2 separate regions of the Arachis hypogaea genome follow, and region 1 is linked to region 2. A link is a contact called in public Hi-C data. All regions are on one chromosome and are shown on one strand. Each heading gives the region's core, a stretch centred on a gene start, on an enhancer-like site or on the middle of the called end of the contact. The rest is flanking DNA. Distances are from core to core; before and after follow the strand shown. Region 1 holds the start of LOC112741461 (homeobox-leucine zipper protein ATHB-14). Region 2 holds the start of LOC112740258.

Evidence for each region. Hi-C and Micro-C count contacts between places; a contact is called where the count stands out from the background.
Region 1: a contact with region 2 is called in a Hi-C map of an unstated tissue, with 3 times the contacts expected there. The contact joins the promoter of LOC112741461 here to the promoter of LOC112740258 in region 2. A contact is called at or near these places in 3 of 8 Hi-C or Micro-C datasets (leaf and an unstated tissue).

Annotation. Positions count from the first base shown.
Region 1 is chr14:10,824,415-10,827,648 of arahy.Tifrunner.gnm2.J5K5, forward strand. LOC112741461 (homeobox-leucine zipper protein ATHB-14) reads right to left here and starts at 1,355. Exons shown (of 18, transcript XM_025790462.3): 1 at 703-1,355; 2 at 183-342; 3 at 1-29. The coding sequence starts at 911.
Region 2 is chr14:10,670,612-10,673,911 of arahy.Tifrunner.gnm2.J5K5, forward strand. LOC112740258 reads right to left here and starts at 1,606. Exons shown (of 2, transcript XM_025789033.3): 1 at 1,163-1,606; 2 at 210-785. The coding sequence starts at 1,393. The coding sequence ends at 363.

The DNA of each region.
Region 1 (3,234 bases), core at 105-2,604, 150 kb after region 2:
CTATTGTCTGTGGTAGTAGTAGCAGATGCCTGGAAACGACACACCACATGACAAGATCCTTATCTTAAAACAAACATTTCCATTTTATGTGTGATAAAACAAAAAGTGTATCAAATATCATCAAGAAGTTCAAAAAACAACAAAAAAATAGATTGAACTCTTGAAGAGAAGAATGTTCTTACAGTATGAATTTGTTGCTTCATATATCCATTTTCATAGACCAAATGGGAGACCTGCTTCTGCAACCGGTCATTCTCCTCCATCAACAGCTTGTTCATTGCAGTCAGCTTTCTATTCACTGTCTGCAGGCGAGAGGCTTCTTTCCTTTGCTTCTCACGGCATCTACACAAGAACATTGTCAGTATCTTTCAAGACAGGAACAAACTCAACAAATCAAGAAAGCAGAAACTTCTCAAGAGGGAACCAAACAGAACCATGACAATGGTTGTTAAGTGTTAGCCAAAAAAGGCAAAGCATTTTCCTCCCCAATCTGATATTCACACAAGAGACTCAACAAACTTGGAAATATATTGCTATCAGACCAAAAATCCGGTTTTTTCCAAAGTTGACAACTTTTGAAGACACTTAACAAAAACAGAATCAATGAAAGGTGAAAAAAGGGAGACAAAAAAAAAAGTTAAGACTTTTTGCACAAAGTTATGAAACGTTGCAATGTTGAAAACAAAGGGGTCCATAATATACCTTCGGTTCTGGAACCAGACTTTGATCTGTTTAGGCTCAATGTTTGAGAGGATTGGGCACTCTCTGATGAGTTGTTGTCTTCTCAAAGAAGAAGGCTTTGGACATTCAGCATAGACCCTTTCCAAAGCCTCAACTTGTTCAGGTGTGTACCTCACGTACTTGCTTGAATCCATGCTATTTGACGCGTCCTTGTGCATAGAAAGTGCCATTGAAGCGAAAACACAAACACAAAGAAGACACAGCCCACGAAGAAGAAAACAGAAAAGGTTGTTACTTTGAGCTGAAAATGGAGTATGTATGTATGGAGAGAGAAAGAAGAAAGAGGTGAGTGTTTAGTAGTTTGGTTCTTCTTTCTCAGCTTCTTTGGTGGTGGTAATCTCGGGTAGGCTCTCTTGTCGAAGAGAGCCTCCACTCTCCTTCATTAGATGATGGTGATGAAGAATGGAGTTTGTGGTGTTTGAAGTTGTGGAGAGAGCTTTTGTTTGGAGTGAGAAGAGTGTGTGTGGGTATGGCAGTGGTCTTTATCTTTGACACCAATCTCGAGAGAGAGAGAGAGAGAGAAGGGTACCCACAGAAAGATATGGAAGAAAGAGCAGAGAGGAGGAAGAAGAAGAGTATGTTTGTGTAGTGTACGTGTGTGTTTTATGTGCTCTATTATCAAAGGAACGCTACACATCATTTATAATTTATTATTTTTAGTGCTATTAATATTTAAAAATATAATTAGATTATAAAATTAGAAAAATTAGTTAATGATTACAAATAATAATTAAAAATAATAAATTTTATTTTTTTTAGTATTTATTTTATTATTTTTACTCTAAATATGTAAAATTATGAGTTAATCTTTAATCTGAATATTTTTATTTTTGATATTGGATTAATAATATTATTTTTTTGAATTGTACACTGTTCAAGTATTAATCTTAAATATAAAATCATTTAATTTGAGAAGTAGAAATTGAATTTTATTTTAAAAAGATTAAAAATTTTAAAATACATAAATTAGACTCTTTAATTTTAGTTCTTTTTACGATTTTAAAAAATATCAAAAATTATAATGTTGACATATATTATTCATTTTATTTTTATAAAAAAATAGCATCAATCTGATCTTTAAAGTTACATGCAAGCATCATATTTTAATAAAAATACTATTTATATACGAAATTCAGTCACTAATGTATTTATATATAAATATATATGTAGTTTAATTTATTTTTAATATATATTTTTATATTCTAATATGTATTTATATTGATAGTTGATTTTGACAACTAATTTTAATGTATATATAGCACAGTTATATATATTTTTTGAAGTTTCAATTACCTATATATAATCTTAAAATTTCATAAACGTGATTTGCATTAATTCGTATGACTGGTGGAACCAGAATTTTAATATTAGTGGGACTAAATTTTTAATTTATAATTACTCTTATTTCTTTCAACCATTTATAATATTTTTAACTTTAAACTTTTTTTGTGTTTTAATTATTCTGTTTGTCTAAAATCTATGAAAATTTTAATTAGATTTTTATAATTTAAAAGTTTATATAATTAAATTTTTTATTAGATAAAATTATAAATTAGATTTTTTCAAGCTATTCTTTGTTAAAAAATATAAATAATTTTTAAAATTTTATTTTTGTATTTGATACAAAATACATCATGAAATATTCTAAAAGTAAATATTCTAATATTTTCTATTTTTGCTAAAAAATAATTAATAAAAATTTAATTATAAATTTTTATTTAACATAAAAATTCAATCATAAATTTTTAAATTATATGAATTTTATTAAAAATTTAGTAAATTACAAAAATTAATAAAATAATTAAATCTTATTATAATTAACTTATTATTAGTATCTATAAAATTATTATTTAAAAAAATTGGATAAATTTATATCAAAATTATGTTTAATAAACATAAAAAAACCTAAAAGTAAATAGTAATTTAATAAAATATATATATGAAGATGTTGAGATTTTTGGGAATTATGACCCATGTTGTCCTTTTGGTTTAATTTTGTCATTATCTATCATAATTTTTTATATACAAATGTTAATAAAGTATTAGTATAGACAGTTCAAGAGTAAAGATTCAATCTGGTCCCTGTTCATTTCTAATTAGGACAATGCGATCTCTCACCAAAAAACTAACCCACGTCGGTCTCTATCTATGCAAAAAATCACTCATCGCGCCCCCTCCCGTTTATCCCCCATCCATAGTTGACGGAAAAAGCCGATGTGTCACTTACCGGCGCTGATCTGGCAGTTAGGCCAAAGTTAAGTGTCAAGGTGGATAAGTGGGAATGGATAGGGGTCGATTTGTCCCCCTGTCACATTAAAAAACGACGTCGTTGCTAGGTTAATAAGAAGCAAACGTTTCCTTCATCATTTCATTCCCCAACCTCTGCACAAAGTATTCATAGTCTAAACAAGAAACCCTAGGGGACCATGGTTAGAAGTGGAGAACGTTGTGCATCCTCCAACCTGCGAGCTGGTGATAGTTGGAGTTATAGTA
Region 2 (3,300 bases), core at 356-2,855:
TAAAATATCTTTACATCGAAATATTAGTTTACTCTATACATATATTTTTTACACTAATATTAAATATTTGACAAGCATTCAATAAAAATAATTAAAACAACAAAGAAATAAACAATAAATTTGAATAAGCCCATAATATTATTATAGTCAAACGAAAATAAAAAACCAAATGCTTATTTTTGTCCAAAGAACAAAACCACCATATACTTATAACAAGCAAGGGTTTCTTTTATTCACAAAGAAACAAGTTTATTTATTTATTTATTTATTGGGTTCACTTGTCACCCAATGCAACAAGGAACATATATATAATTGAGAGTCTTTTTTTTTTTTTTCGCCTCTTGAATTTTTTTTATTTGGTGTCAGAAGTAAGGCATAGGCCCAACCAAAGGGTTGTGAATGCTGCCACTTTCTTCCAAACACAAAAACGCTGCTTCATCTTCTTGCCGCTGCATCTCCTCACAATACGGCACACCATCTGCACCGTTGGCGCCACAACTCTCAACACCCGCCTGATCTTGACACGTGTACATGGGCACTGAAATGGGCCCATCGAAACACAGCAACGGATCATGAGAAGAACAACCCCGTTCTCCAACTCTAGCTATGTTGTTTGACACAGCTGCCGTAGTAACCGCTGCAGGTGCAGGGTCTGTAATGCTGCTGCTGACTACGCCAGACGTTGCCAACGACGTCGTTGAAGCGCTTCCGTTGGCCTTGGGCTTGATTGGTGACAAATTCGCGGTTGCAGCACGGGAACCACATAGTGGACACTTCACCAAAGCCTCCATTATTCATTCCATATAATAAAAACAACAACAATTAAAATCCGGTGTGAATAATTATATTGGTCAATGCAATTAAACACGATGGTGCATTCACTTCTCAAATTGTAAACATCATACATACGTCACCTTATAGGTAACAAATTGAGAAATATTATTATATCTAGTTATTTTACGGAAATTAATAATTATGGTTTTGATATTTATTTAACATTCAATAAATAAAACTAATTCATGACAATAATGCTGCTAATGATGAAATGCATGATCCAATACTTGCTTTTCTCAACCAGAATTTTAATCTATAAAATTTTGCCTTGAAAAAAAAAAAGAAAAAAAAAAAGCAGTGTTGGAATTACTTGTTAGTTGTTACTTACCTTGGAGCGGTAGGTGGTGCCGTCAGGGTCAACGACGAAGCCAGCTTCGTTGGCAAGGTGGCGGAGAACGGCATTGATATCGGAGCGATGAGAGAGAGGGTAGCCACCATGGTTTCTTAGACCTCTGAATATGTTGGTGGTGATGGCCCTTCTCTTCCTCTCTCTCATCTTCGTCTTCTCCTTCTCACTCTCACTCCTCTTCTTCTCACTACCACCCTTCTTCTTCATCATCTTCTTCTTGTTCTTCTCTCTGTTTCTCTCTGCTCCTGTGTTTATGAAGTGGAGTGGGAGTGACTAGTAGTAATAAACTAATATAGTTGTGATGAAGCACAAAAAAACATACAAAACTGTTTTCAGGTAAACCGGGGAGGTTTTGATCGAACGGGTTTGGAATGTGCCACGTGGAGAGGAGATGGGAATTGATGGTGGTGATGATGCTGGGGTTTCTGCATGATCCAGTGAAGAAGGTATAGGAGAAGGAGTGAATATTGCATGTTAAATTTGTTGGTTGCACTCTTAAGATATACTACAACCACGTGAGCCTCACGTGTTGCATATGTGCTCTTCCATTTGACTTGAATGCAATTAAGTTAAAGAAAATAATTGTAAATTTTTTAAACTAGACCATATTAATTATTTTCTTCCTATTGTAATATTATATTCCTATAATAATTAATGTTAGTACTTAGTACATATTTCTTAATCCACCATCTTATTTATTAAATAAATGTGTATAACAAGTTTATATATATAAAGAATGATATTTTAAGAAAATAAAATTGTGGACTAAAACTTTCCAATCTTTTTTTGTATATAGAAAATTAATGACAAGAGTGAGAGATTACAGCCTTAAAGGTATAAATTTAGTTTCTTGTGAAATATACTTATATAATTTTAAATTTATTATTTTAATAATTTTTTAATTGATGTGTGTGATAAAATTGAATATTTTAATAAAAATATTATATGTATATTAAAATTATTCATCAAAATCAGTATTATGTATATATGTATAAATATATGTATTGTTTAACTCATTTATGTATTTATGATTAGGAAAGTATGGGGAGCCAATGGAATACTTGTACAATGCAAACAATGGAGGTTTATGGAATATTAGAGATATAATCATTAGTGTTACCTTTTCTCATCAGCGTAAGCTTTTGGGATGAGTGGTATCATGATATGGTATTAGAGCTCTACATACGAAAAGTTAAGAGTTCGATTCTTGGTGAACCCTAAAATTAGCTTAAATTTTTGTTATCATGATTATATAAAGAGGAGTATACGACACATAAAATATGGGAAAGAATTCTAAAAGAACAAATAATAACAATGAAGAGAGAGAATATTCATAAATAATATTCTAAAGGAATAAATCTATTTATTATTTATTATCTACTAAAATATTTTTCAAACAATTAACTCATGTATAACAATTGTAAATAAGTGAAGTTTGACATGAAATTACTTCTCCTAAAAACTTAATTCCATAGGAATTGGCGGAAAAAATTGAGGCGAAAATTAAGAAAAATCATAATGAAGATGGCGTAATAAATAAGTAGCATTTATAGTTACATAAAGAGAAGCCTACGCATGAAATACAGTAAGGGTGTACATGGTACGGGCCGGATCATTTTAGAGGCTAATTTGATGTGATTTGATCATGTCTAGAGCCGGGTAAGGGTCTCAAAAATAGACATGGTCATTATTTATGGCCGAATCTGGATCAAGACGAACTCGACCCTAAAATTAGCTTAAAATTTTGTCATTATGATTATATAAAGAGGAGTATACGACGCATAAAATACAGGAAAGAATTCTAAAAGAACAAATAATAACAATGAAGAGAGAGAATATTCATAAATAATATTCTAAAGGAATAAATCTATTTATTATTTATTATCTACTAAAAAAACAATTAACTCATGTATAACAATTGTAAATAAGTGAAGTTTGACATGAAATAACTTCTCCTAAAAACTTAATTCCATAGGAATTGGCAGAAAAAATTGAGGCGAAAATTAAGAAAAATCATGTGAAGATGGCGTAATAAATAAGTAGCATTTATAGTTACATAAAGAGAAGCCTATGCATGAAATACATTAGGGGTGTATATGGTCCGGGCCGGATCATTT